Linked DNA regions of Mus musculus: region 2 is linked to region 1. A link is a contact called in public ChIA-PET data. All regions are on one chromosome and are shown on one strand. The core of a region is the stretch at or near the end of the contact, and the rest is flanking DNA. Distances in the headings are between cores, read along the strand shown.

Region 1 (7,044 bases), core at 904-3,403:
TGAGGGATGAGGCGCTATCCCTGAGCTTCCCTCTGACATGCGCAGAGCTGCATCGCTCTGACATGCGCAGAGCTGCAGGCACTGACCCCTCTTCAGCCCCTACATGTCCATTTGACTTCTGGCTGGCAATCCTGCTTTCAAACGTCCCAACAACTAATGACTCTGTCTCTGGGCCACAGGGTGGCCTGGGGACTGACTCATGCTCTCCCTCAGCATTCCCTCCTGGTTAGTTTCAGCAGTAGCTAGCTCATTGGTTGAGGCAGTACTGTGCAGGCACGTTGTATCACTCACGAAGTCCAAGTTGTCGATCTTAACAATTCTGAAGTCAGAACTACTATTTCCTCCATGTAGAAAGGAGGAAAGTGAGAATGCAGAGATGCCATGCATCTGGGGACTCACGACTTCCCATGAGACTCTAGTGCTACATCAGGCTCCTCCAACAGGAAGTGTCCCGAGGGTCCACCCTGGTGCCCTACCAGGAATTATAGTATTGGAATCACCCCTTTATTTTGTTTTTTAAGTACTAAAAGGTCTTTAAAATATTAAGGATGGAATTCATTCGATGCTAAGATCTGCATGGTAGTCTTTGGGGTAAGTGGAAGTGACTTTAAATTAGTTTATTCTTCAGGTGATCTCACTAGCTCTTCAGAAATGCAAGGTTGTCTTGGAGTCTCATAAATTAGAGCTAGACTTCTTTGACCCAAGCAGGAAAAAGGTCACCCTCGTCCTTCTACCCCCCCCCCCCCCCCCCGCTCCTTCCATGGAGTGGAAAGGAAAGGAGAGAAAGAACCTAGCTCTTAAGACAAGGCTTCAGTGGCACAGCCATCCCATGCCTTACCTGGGAAGGAGGAACTAACCTGCCTGGGTGCGGATCCCTAACGATGCAAAATCTAAGGCCCGAGGAAGTTTCCACAGCTGTGCCCAGGTAGAAGCAGACTATCCCGAAGCCTGTGGTTACCACAAATACTGGATGGAGACAGACCCAACTCAGCACAGCTCAGCTGCTCTTCTTGGCGCACCAAGGTGAGCCCCTCTGCCGCATCCTGGGGAGAGACTGCCAAGCTCAATAGCCACCTGCTTCCCAGGAGGTCACACATGAGCCTTGCAGGATACTCTGGGCCCCAGGATGTCCCAGGGTGTTTTGACTGGCGGTGAATGAGACAGCTGTTTACAGAGGGAGGGAGAAGAGAGGAAGGGAGAGAGGAAGGGGTGGGCATTTTACACAATTTAATAACCAGAGGAACAACAGCAGTTACAGAAAATTTAGCCAAAATGTCATTCAGGGACGGGAAAGAGCAATTACTTAAATATTTAAAACAGACACCCCAGGAGTGGCCATGGGGGCCGTTCTTTGTTAATATTTAACCGGAGCCGGGCAGCCACCGAGAATACAACTGTTTACAGGAGATATGAACTAACACCCACTATTTGCTGAAAGCTATGGGGAGACTGTAGCTCTTGAACAGCTGATGATGTTCCTAAATCCCAGCCGCTCCAGTAGGGCCCCCCCCACATCACCACCATGAGGCCACAGGGGTGGGGAGGCCACAGCTGTCCCCAGAGCCCTGTGAAAACTGTAAACAGGCAGGCAGGGGTCAGCTGTCTTGCTCCAGACTCACAGTTTTCAGGAAGCCCAGCCCTGCAGCTGGGCCTGGGAGGTGGCTGCTGGCAAGATCATCAGCCCTCACTCCTGCAGACCCTGGCCAGGCTATCCTGGCCTCATCCACCCTCCTGGGCAGACACCATGCATGAAGCCAGGTGCTGATGAGCAGAGGAACTGGATCCCAAACTGGCTTGCTATGTCCCTCAATTCACACCGGGGCCTCCTGGGACACCAGACTGGGCTGTCTATAATTAATAAGCTAGCCTGTTTGCAGGGTTGGTAGATAGATAGGCCCTTTGTTCATTACAGCATCTACCTCCATGAGCTTGGCTTTTACCTACAACTGCCTCAAGTCTCATGGCTACCCTGCTGCTATGACAACCACTTCCCAACTTACTTGGGCACATTAGTTAAAACCCCACACAGATCCAACTTACTCCTCGGCTGCACTCTACCAGAAAGCCCAGCTCAAGCCCAAGGGAAAAAAACGTCACCTTTGAGTTCGTAGGCTGTTTCCAAGGTGCCACAGTTGAGACCACGTGTGCCTTTCAGAAGCCTGTGCCCCGTTGCATCATCTAATATGTTTGTTACAAAGTTGCCCAACCCTAGACCCACAACCCTGGCCTCCTCCCCGCATGCCACTGCCAACTGGTAAAAACCACAGATGGCCCTGACCTATTGAGCCCTTCTAATTGTTTGCACACCTGGTCAAGAGAAGAGAAAGATGGAGCAGGGAGGCGCGCTCTGGAAAAGCTAGAGAAGAACTGGGGCCTGCACAACAATATCTGTTAAAATAAAATAAAATCTAGTATATAAGAGCTAAAGTTTGGGTAGATATTTAGTACGTGATTTCACACACACACACACACACACACACACACACACACACACACACACACACATTCATTCCTTCTCAGGACAGTTGGCACACGCTGTCTAGAGTACTAAAACCATAGTCATTAAACTTTTTCTGTTCACTGAGTAGCTCTGGATACTAGAAATCTGAAGGAACGTTGAAGAGATTATGACTAAGGAACATGAAATGATCGGCTAAGGTTCTAGTTTAGCTAAATGCTGGCCAATGGGATCTAGAGACATCCACGGCCACTGAGTCATCAATTAGTCATGTGAACTTTTTTTTTTTTTTATTTTGATTGTTGCTACGGTTTCAACACAACTTCCTCTACCTCCCAACTCAGGTTGGAATTTTGTCCCCATTGTGAAGTAAGTGTTAGAGGGCAGACACAGTGTAGCCAGCAGTGAGGCCTTCACTGGACTGAAGCATGCATGGCCCTTGCCTTTTGGGGGGAGATCCCTTGCTGCTTGGGACTCTGCCAGCAGAAAGCCACCACTCAATACAGTCTCTCGTCCTTGGGTCTTTGCGACAGTGAACTGAAGAAGTCCTCTTTTCTTTTGAACTCACCAAGGCAAGGTGTTGTGTTTTCTTAGTAGGCAAACGTTTCTAGCTTCAGAGTAGTACTGTAACATGGTGGGGGGGGGGGGGCGTCTCTTTCTTGAAGCCATTCAGTAGTCAGTTACAGACAGGCCACTTTGAATCCTCTTATCATGTTCCCTCCTGGATGGTAACCAGACTGCTTTGCAGTTAGGAGACCTGGTGGACATAGCCAGGGGTGTCCTTGCTTTGCTGTTTAAGGGTTGTATCCTTCCCTGGCTAAAAGCTTATTCAATCCTAGCAGGCATGCCCCTGCACAGTGCTTGGCTTGTCTGTCATGGCTTGCTCATTTAACACACAGCCTACCCTGGTGCTCCTTCTGCTGTCCCCTCTTCAGCACCCTGATGGGCTCAGTTGTCCTAGAATTGGACACATCAATCAAAATTCAGCAGCATGCCCAAGAGGGCAGCATGGGGGTGCTTGGTGTATTCAAGCGTTGGAGACGGCAAATCTGGAAGGGGTTTTTATCATGGTCTGAATTTCAGGCACGGAACACAAATGACCCTTTCCTTGAAGTGGCATGGTGGCAACTCATCTTCCTGAAGCAGTGGCCGTCCTCATGCTCGGATGAGTGACCAGACACACTCACAGGACCACTGTATCCCTGCCGTGCCCTTCGGAACTGATCAGAACAGAGGATGCAACTAAGCCCTGGCTGACAGGAGTTCTCCATTATCAAGTAGAATCAGGGGTTCAAATAGAAACCAGGTCTGGTTGTTGCTTAGCTGTTTTTCCCCATTGCTGTGATAAAATACCTGACCAAACCCAAAACAAACAAACAAACAACACCTGAGGGGAACAGGGATTTATTTTGGCTCAGAATTTAAGGGTGTCGTTCCGGGAAGTCAGGGCAGTAGGACCTTAGGGTGGCTTGTTGCATGCATCTGGGGTCAGGAAATGGGAAGGCATGGCTGCTGGTGCTCAGCTAACCTTCTCCTTTTGATTCAGTCTAGGATTCCAGCCCACAGTAAAGGTGGGTTGACTTCCCTACCTCAGTTTACCTAATCAGGACAACCCCCAACAGGCACACCCAGAAGCCTCTCTGCTAGGTGACTCTAAATTCTGTCAACTTGACAATCTGTATTAGCCATCGGTTATTGAAAAATGAGAGAGTGGACATCTTTAGGCTCCCATGGTTTTAGAGGTGTGCTGAGTCAGAAGAAGGAAGAGTCACCCACAGAGGTCGCTGGAGTCCAGGCATAAGAAGCCCCCCCCCTTCATTCTTCCTGTAGTCTGAGCACCTACTATGTGCATAAGCCTCACTGAGTGTGCTAGCCATGGATGCAGGAGACTGGGCCAGGTGGTTGGCCAGCCTGGGAGGCAGCTGGTACCTGAGGACCAGTCTTTCTGGTTAGCAGAGAAGGCGTTCAAGTAGCCAAAAGGGCCCTTGTAGGAACTGGATTTTGAAGCAGTTGGGGGTGGTATAGGGTATAGGGAGCCCCCTCTTCACACTAAAGAGGATGCAGGATAATGTCCCTTGAAACTACCACAGAGACAGCTCCATCCCCCACTGACTGCACCATCCCTAAACACCATTCTCCAGATTCAGGCAGAGGTTCACTCTCCGCCTTGGATCATTTGTCTGTTTATTGCCTTTGTTATACCCACCCCTTTAATAGTCTAGCATGCTTAAAGTCTATATATGGGCCCATGTAAAATGCAGAGTGTCATTTTTTTATTTTTTAAAAATATCTACTGAGTTTTACATTCTTATTTTTACACTGTGATAAAACGTGTGTGAGATAAATTCGCCGTTGGCAGCGTTAAGATGAGTGGCGAGGAGCACCCTGGCACTTCACTACCGCCATGGCTACCCCTTTTCAGATGCTCCTTGCCTTCCGAAACTGGAACTGTGCAGACACTTTCCCCCAGCCCCTGACAACCACCATCCTGCTGTCTGTCTGTCTGCACAGGAGCCTCACTAACAGAACCGTATAATACCGCCTTTTGAGCCTGGCTTACTTAACTCACTGTTCTCAGGGTTAATCCATATCTTACCATTGGGCATGGTTTCCCATCTTCTCACAACTGAATGTTCTACTGTTCGGACCATGCTTTTCTCAACCATCTGTCCACTGACACTTAGCATTGCTGTGTTTTAAATTAATGTATTAGTTCATCTTGGCTTTCTTCAGTGTCTTGGTTTCAGTGGACCGTGATCTCTCCACCTGTTTCCTTTTCTTGTGCACAGCAAGCCTATTGCCTCTCACCTGGACCTGTTCCCCCTGCACACCTGGCCACAGGCAGCTCCTCCCACCTCAGTATTCCTGTTGACAACATCTATGCATAGGCCCTATCTATCATCACTTGCCTCCACGTTTCTACTAGCACCCTCTCCATTCCCACTTGATTCTCTTTGGGACTTTCTGTTTATGCTTTGTGTGATGAATTCAGCTCCCAGCTTTCATTGTGAACTTAACGCAATCTAGAGTCCTCTAGGGAAAGTCTCTGTCAGGAACTGTCTACATCAGCATACTCTGTACGCATGTCTGTAGAGGATTGTCTTGATTGTTTTAGTTGGTACAGGAAGACTCTTTGTATGATCTGTTTTGTTTTGTTTTGTTTTTTTCTAACAGCAGGTTGAATGTGATGCTGGCCCACAGGAACAGGGAGCATTCAAAGATGCTGGAGCAAGTCTGAGAGCCTCTGTATCTCTTGCCATGTTCCAAGCCCTAGAGATACAGTGGTGGACAAGACAGGCACACTATCCTGTTTCCATGTGGTCAACATTTCCTTACAATCTGACTGAGGAGAAAAACAGACTGGCCAATAAATAAAATGTACACAGAGCTATGAGAGTGAGCAGGGGGAGTAGGACGGGAATGTGCATAATTTCAGTGTGAGCCTGAAAAGGGCTCTCCACAATGGTGCAGGGATCCCAGGGAGAGAACTGTGAAGCTCTGAGGTAGGGGGAGTGGAGAAACGACCCAGAATGGTGTTGGGGTGCTCAGCGTTGGAAGCTGGTGTCACTGGAGCCATGGGGCCAGTGTGGGTGACTTTGCTCTGTGTGAGACAGGGAGTTATGATGACAGCTAAAGGAAGAGTGTTAGTCTGACCTCTGCCTGAACAGGTCACACTTTCCATGTGATGAGGAAACACAGATGGGGCCGAGGGAAGGGAGATGAGGCTGTTTGCAAAGATCCAGGCAGGAAGCAGCCACGGATTCTATGTGCTTTGTCCCCCAAGGGTTCATGGGTTAGTGGATTGGTCCCCAGTGGCATGAGGTTGAAAGGTTGTGGACCCCAAAATGGGCAGAGTTGGCTCTGTCACTGGGGATATTGTCCATGGGAGGGATTGATGTAGTTATTGTGGGAGCCTGAGTTAGTCCTCCAGAAAGGGTAGTTATAGAAGACCAAGACTGGCCTCTCTTATTCTGGTTTCTGGTTCAACAGTGTAGTCTTTCACACATCCATCAATTCCCCACAAATGTGATCCCATCAGCCATGGAGTCCTCATGAGCAGAAGCCAGATCCATGCCTCCAGAAACAGGAGCTGAATAAAACTCTCTTCTTTCCAAATACTCAGGGCTCTAGCCTTCACTACAAGAGGAAATAGGTTAGACACAGAGAACAAGAGAAGGGGACAGAGATGAATCACACGTGGCCCAAGTGATGGACACTGTCATTCTATAGAACTAGTAGACTGATCGGGGAGTGACCATGCTGAGGAAGATCAATCACACTGGCCAGTGTGGCCTTCATACCTGACTGGAGATGCAAATAGCCCAGACTAGACAGGAGAGACTGACAGAAGACACTCCCGCCCAGTCACTAGGCACAGAGACTATTTGAGACCAAGAGATTCTCTGGACTTTCTGAGGGAAGTGGAACTGAAGCCCGAGCCCCTCACTGGAGAGAGGGAGTGACCAGCCAGGCCAGTGCTTCTCAGTCTTCCTAATGCTGTGACCTTTTAATACAGTTCCTCATATTGTGATGACCCCAGCCATAAAATTATTCTTGTTGCTTCTTCATAACTGTAATATTGCTAT
Region 2 (6,895 bases), core at 57-2,556, 110 kb before region 1:
TTATCATTTTGGTTTCAGCAACATGCGACGAGGCTTTCCTCACTCAGCTTCCCCGTGTGGGTTTTACGATCACCGAATCTCACAATTTATATCTAAAACATTTAGATAGAAAGCAGTTGATATGCAAATAAAGACGGGTAGCCATTGTATGCTCGAGCCTGGTCTGTGAAAATTGAGAGACTTTTCAATAAACATTTATTTGGCATCTGTTAGCTTTTACCGGGTGACTGCTGGGCTTGTGAGGGGATAAAAAACAAACAAGATGTGGCCTTGGTTCTCCACAGCTTCATATCGTGTTGGCAAGCTCCTCTTCCCAATCTGGTTGGTTTGCCTTCCCATTACTCCCCACTGGTTCTATCAGCTGTAGCACCCTGGATGTGCTCCCCAGCCTGTTCTAGAACTCAGAGATACCCTACGCAGCTCCCGGCCACTTCTGTTTCTATCACCGACCAGATCCTAAGCAAACTACTAGTCGTGGTTGCTGTTGCTATCAAATCTTGTGGTGTGTACCCACTCCAGGCTAAATCTATAACACAAATACACAACTTGTAGGAAGAGTAGACCGTACCCTGAGGATGTTGATCGAACCACTGGCTCCCTGGTAGCAGGGATATTTGAGATCAGAGAGAGGTGATGAAGAGAAAGACCAGGAGAGATAGGGAGCAATCTGTGCAAAGGCAGAACATGAGTGGGGCGTGAGGTCATCAGAGGGGAATACAAAAGCTGGTGTGGCTGGGCTCAGGCGGACACAGGAAGCCAAGAGGTGGGAGTACCGCCCACTCAGGACAGTGGCAAAGGGTGTTTCATAGGATCCCCTTGGGAGAGGTTAGCTATAGATCAGAGGCAACAAGGAGGCTCACTGGAGAACAGCTATTGCTGTAACCCACATGAGAGAAGTCAGGATGTGGACTGGGCAATACACGAAGAGGGCTGGCCTTGACCGATGAAGGAGTTGGGGAGGGGGTACCTGCCAACTCAAGCCAGAGAACACAAATGAGGCTGTGAGGCCTTTGATGTCACTGAGGACTGCCAGAAATGCAGGTAAAATTATAAAACACTGTCTTTTGAGGTGCATTTTAAGATTCAGACCCTTTGCCAATTGCCGACAGCCATGCACCTGAAATCAACTGGGCTGGAAGTGCATTGAGGCGACTGTTCTTCAATCCTGCTTGGGAAGAAGTGGTGGTCTGTGAGGCCTCCAGTCAGGGTGCTAGAACGCTGTTCCTACCCATTATAGGCAGATCCATCCTGGGCAGGAGCAGCCTGGCCATTACATAGTCCATTGGCCCCCAGAGACCACTGTGGTCACTCGCTGTCCGTGTGCTGCTATCTGCCAGGAACTCTCTGTTTGTTTGCTATTTGAACGGCTCTCGCACACAAACTGTCAGATAAAATTCCATCTGTGGTTAATGGAAAGATCTGTTTAAATGTTGCATCACCACTGGAAAGAAACCTGAGCTCTGACTAAACTCTGGGGCAAAGTCCCATCGCGCTAAGCAGAATGCACGTTGCAGCCCCCGAAGTCACACTGCAACTGGGAAGCGTTAAAGCCCCAGCAGGAGGCATCAACTAGAAGGTCCCCACAGCCCAGAAGCAGGCACTGAAGCTCTCTCCATCCAATAACATCTCCATCTTTCCATTGCCATCATCCAACTGGCTGAAAACCAAAGGAAAGGGCTGAACTGGAGTCATCTAGCTAAAATGTAAGGGTTGGAAGTCACAGGCAGCGGCATCTAAACTATAAGCCAGTTTGGAACAGACTTAGAACGAGTAATTTTTAAAAAATTTGTGAGCCCTTTCAGCTATTGGCTGAGGCTTCTGCAACATCTGCCCTTCTGCAGACATTTAGCAAAAGAACAAGTTAAAAACAAATGGTTTCACTTTGCTTAGATGACAGCCTTCAGAGAAACCCAGTGGCCAATACTGCACGCTGGGAACACGTAAGTTGTTCTCCCTGTGATCGGCTGATCAGTAAAGCAAAGCAAAATGGCCCCCTCAAGAGGAAATCACGCAAAGGTTAATTAAGAACGTACAGAAGCCAGTAGCTCAGCAGTTAAGAGTAGCACTGCTCTTCCAGAGGACCTGAGTTTTATTCCTAGCACCTGTATGTTGGCTAGCAACTCCAGTTTCAGGGGATCCCATGCTCTCTCTTAGCTTCCACAGGAACTGCGTGCGTGTGGCAAACAGCCATACACATAAAATATTTATATTTTAAAAGAATGCAAAGACAGTGCTGGCCTACAGAGAAGCCGGTAAAGGATGGGTGGAGGGAGCTGCCTGGTAGGGGTGACCTGTGTATGTGTGTGTATGTGTGTATATGTGTCTGTGTGTGTCTATGTGTATGTATGTGTCTATGTGTGTGTATCTGTCTATGTGTGTGTATGTGTATATATGTGTCTATGTGTGTGTATGTGTCTATGTGTGTGCCTGTATGTGTTTATGTGTGTGTATGTGTCTATGTGTGTGTGTGTCTATGTGTGTCTATGTGTCTATGTATAAATAAAGACAAGCTTCCCTTCTTCGCTGCCTCCCGCTTGTGTTTGGTTTAAACAAATGTACACTCCATCCATTTCCTATGATGTTGGGGTGGACTGTAAATTCCATCACTCATCAAACCGCTTTGATACAACAGAAATCAAAGGTAATTAAAATAAAATACCATCTGTATTTGGCTGGACTTTATCCAAAGCCCTATAGCATTCATTTCCAGTTTGGTCATTCCAGCACATGGACAACTACATTCCAATGTCTCTGAATAATATTAAATCATCGTTTCCTTTTGTTAATAATATTAATTATAGACCTTTCCAAGTGAAAGGGTATCATGAAGGGCTAACGGAAGAAAACGGTTCTGATAAGGGTCAGTACTAAGTAATTCTATGAAACAGCAAATTTCATCAAACTGGAAATGACTGGGTAAAGTAAATATTCATCAAACGAACAGTGGATTCATTTGGATTGCCTTAAAACTAGACTATGTAAACAGAGGTATTTCATTTGCAGTTCAGAATTCCTAATTGGTCTATATGCTTTCTCTGGGGTTGAAACTTTAATTAGAACTGAGGGAGACAATTGGCCAATCACTGGCAGGTCTCCGCAGGGCTGGGACTGGCAGGCTTTTCACCTTTTTCCTCTTTATTTTTTTATTGGCAGGATGCTTTGATGGCAGCCCTGCCAGGAACCAAGAAACTAGGTAAAAGGGGTTTTTATTTGGAAAAAGCTAGCTGCCAGAGTCTTGCCCTAGGAAGTCTGTTCTTCCTTCTGCTTACTTCAGGCATACAGCTGCAGGGTATGGTGGCTCACGACTGTAACACCAGCATTGGGGAAGCTGAGGCAGGAGGCTTGCCATAAATTCTAAGTCACCCTGGGCTATCTAGTGGGTTTTGGACCAGCCTGTGATACAGAATGAGTCTCTGTCTCAAACAAAATGATAAAACTAATCCCTGGGGAACACTTTGCAGGGAGACCCAAACTGAACACACTCCTTTCAACAAACCCAGCATGAATCAATGGACCAGCTTAGCTGTTGCATACAGGTGGGTCTAGGGCATCCAGCCACGGGCACCTCTGGGAATAGGTCCCTGTCACCCGGCCTGCATGGCCCGTGCATGAGCCTTCTGCCCCAGCATCACCGAAGCCTCACTAGGACCAGAACTACTGAGCAGCTTTGCATCCCACAATCATTCAGCTCATGTTTTTGAAAAAGAAAACATGCCCAGCTAAGTACCATAGGGAGGTTTAAAACCTCCAGAGCTGGTGGCTCTCGTCTGTAATCTCAGCTACTCAAAAAGGCTGAGTCAGGAGGATCAAAGTTCTGCCAAGGAAAATTATCTAGACTTTGTTTCCTAATACAAAAATACAAAAGGAGGCTGAGAGCATAGCTCTGTGGTCGGTCACTTGCTTGTTATATAGGAGGCCCTAGGTTCAAGCCCCAATACCTAAAATCCAAACAAAACCCTACAAAGGTTTAAAACAGAAGACAAAGCATTCTCCGTGTCTCCTATTTTGACTCTATATTTGTCTGAATATCAAGAAGGAGTTTTAATTCTTGGAAGCCCCCTCGAAAGGGATTGGGGGCCAAGTCTCTTAGCAAAGAGCCCCCATGTCAGAGCATTCTCCATACAAATACTTGCCCTGATTTTTTACTCCCTGAGAGGTGGGAATTTGAAGATGCTGGAGATTTCAGATGAAGAGAAAGCATGATGTCTTTACAGGACATAGCCACTGCTTGCTTGGAGTGAAACTGTAGCAGGGCGATGTGGTGCTAACTTCCTTCTGAGCTTAGCCTTTCCCCTAAGAAGGGCAATGGCTCACTTTCAACTCACAGAGCCCATCAGAGCTCTCCCAAGTTCCGGCTGTGCACCAGCTCCCCGCCGCCCTTCTCTATGGGCCCTGAGGACCAGCTCTGCTCACCCTTCACTAATTACTCCCATTCTAGAATCGAGAGCAGCTATGCTTATGGCTTGGCTTCCTAAGGGAAGGGAATGCCCTCGTTCCTCTGAAAAACACTTCTTCATGTTCTGTATTGTGACCACAAGTAGATATAATTATAACCCCGTGTAATTAGGTGAAATGGCATGCTTTAAAATGCCCAGACACATAAAAATCTGCTAATAAACATTACATTCCTTTCCTTGTAGAGGGAATAAGAGAATTAGCAGAATGTCCTTTGTCTGTATCTTTGTATTTATTCATCCATTCTTGTGGTTATCCATCTGTTCATCTAGCCACCCACTAATACACCTATTCATCTACCCAAGCATCCATCAATCATGTATCCATCCAGTCATCTATCCCTCCATCAGTAATATATTTACCCACCCACTCACTCACCCACCTATTCGCCTTTCCATAAACACATTCACCCATGTTTTCACCCACTCATCCACCCCTTCATAAGTCCATCCATCCATCCATCCATCCATCCATTCATCCATCCATCAGTCCATCCATCCATCCATCCACCCATCCATCCACCCTCTCACCCACCAACCTATAAAATGAATTCACAAATACATTCAGGATCTCTGCTTCCCATGCCCCACTTACATGAGTGGGGTCTACTTCAAACCAGAATGCCCATAGAGCAATGGCCCAGAGCAGAGCAATTCATCACTGTGTCCAGGGAGGGACTGTTTCTCTCCCCTCCCCAGCTCTGCCAACACAGTAAAGCCAGTGATGGTCAACAGAGTGGTTTGTGGCAACATCAAAAACCTATTCTTCCACGAAAACTATTGTAAAACGTTCTCTGGAAATGGCTGAAATAATTTTGTGTGCCAGTCAGTGAGTTCAGACTGGCATTTAGAGCATGGCTTTTAAAATGAAATGACTACTATGTTTAAAAACATCGTGGCCTACCTATCAACGGCCACACCTCCTTGTGGTTAGTAGTGTTTCTCCCATGCACGTCCTTTTCCCTTTCGGCTCGCATTGTGACCAAATGTGTTGCTTCATTTTTGGCCAGCTTCACTGCCAGCATCGCTGCCCTTGCTAGAGGCAGAATAAACCACACAGCAGGTATTTAAAAAGCACCTGCTGAATAAATGAACGTGTGAAAGGCCCACAGCCTCTTGTGCAGTTGCAATCTTTACCATGTATCTGCTGACTGAAATTTGCCAACATTAATTTCAAATATAGGTAGAAAGGAAGCATAATTTACTGACCCAGTCAGCATGGGTTACACAAAACTTCAAACTAATTTACTTAAATCTGAAAGAGAGATCACACAAAATTTTAAGGAGAGTCATGCTTACTGCTCCAACCATTAAGATACCAGAAAAATTATATAATGACCAGAAAAATTTCTCCCTGCCTCATCACTAACTTCATTATTAAATATTTGCTTTAAGGGTTTAGTTTATTGGTAAGAATCATACACACACACACACACACACACACACACACACACACACACACACACTGGGGTAAACCCAAGGTCTTGTACATGCTAAGCAAGGGTCCACCACTGAGATATCTCCCAAGCACGACTCATTTTTAAAATATTGATAGATTTCAACATTTTAACTAAAGTCAAGTATTTTTCTCAAGTCTGATAAAAATACAAAAATCGAGAGCATTTAGTGGATGTGACATGTTGCTCTATCTCTGCTACCTTGTATCCAATGTAAATACAGAAATTAATTTTTGAGACTAGAAACCCATTATGGTCTCCTTTGAGGAGGGCAAAACAGGATGCTCTCAGCCTCGGGAAGGAACATTGTCTGGAGGCGTGTACCTGTGGGTCCATTCTGAGGAAGGTGTGGGGGCCCCTGCTGCTCAAGGTCGATCTCTTGAAGGTCTTGCTGTGGTAAAAATGATAGTAATCGTCCAGGTTTCCAATCTGCAAAACAAGAAGCAGGCTATGATTCTCTAATACACCTCAGAGATGTTTCAAAGCCCACCTCCCCACAATTCAGCTGCCAGAGGAGCCTCCCTCCGCGCCCTGTGGCCCACCTGTGCTTTTGGCACACAGTCAGTGTTTAGGAACCGGAAGGACAGTTTGGATAGTTCTTTTCAGATAAACAACTCAATGTAGTGTTTCTGAGGAAGCATACACATCTCACTGGTTAATATTGCCTAAGTTTATACTATCGTGGCCAAGTTTTTTGGACACGAGTTAGTGTTTATTTTGGGTCAAGTATCACTGAGATAGTGAAGTTACTGTCAAGTCAGGTCTACACCAAAACATTCATTATAAACACTCCCCTTCCTCTCCACACCATGAGTAAACCAAAATCTCTAAGAACAGGTACTCACTCTCAAGTGCATGGCGGAAGCCAAAGAAAACACACGGGTCCATCTGCCCCAGGACTGTAAGAGGTCAGATGAGAACACGCAGCCCCCTGGGGCGTCCCAATTTTCCATTACGTTGAGAGAGGCCCTGTGGCCTGATTCC

Evidence for each region. ChIA-PET counts read pairs in DNA pulled down with a chosen protein or histone mark.
Region 2: an REV-ERBa ChIA-PET map of liver shows a contact between it and region 1, with 6 times the contacts expected there. The contact joins the enhancer-like site here to the promoter of 1810008I18Rik in region 1. A contact is called at or near these places in 6 of 484 Hi-C or Micro-C datasets (astrocytes, liver and nephron progenitors) and 4 of 115 datasets of contacts at active chromatin or transcription factors (hepatocytes, liver and pancreatic cancer cells).

Annotation. Positions count from the first base shown.
Region 1 is chr7:65,798,146-65,805,189 of GRCm38.p6, reverse strand. 1810008I18Rik (RIKEN cDNA 1810008I18 gene) reads right to left here and starts at 2,153. Exons shown (of 3, transcript NR_167723.1): 1 at 2,041-2,153; 2 at 858-1,164. It overlaps Gm51485 (a long non-coding RNA gene), which reads left to right and starts at 2,840. Exons shown (of 3, transcript XR_003946789.1): 1 at 2,840-3,035; 2 at 3,542-3,764; 3 at 5,633-5,864.
Region 2 is chr7:65,909,647-65,916,541 of GRCm38.p6, reverse strand. Pcsk6 (proprotein convertase subtilisin/kexin type 6) reads right to left here. Exons shown (of 22, transcript NM_011048.1): 2 at 6,236-6,340. Among named protein-coding and RNA genes, the nearest start is that of Gm51486, 18 kb to the left of the region's middle. Within about 2 kb of position 1,306, at least 32 of the 459 cell types and tissues checked have an H3K27ac peak or open chromatin away from gene starts, as enhancers often do. A contact at or near this core is called in hepatocytes and liver, where this site is marked.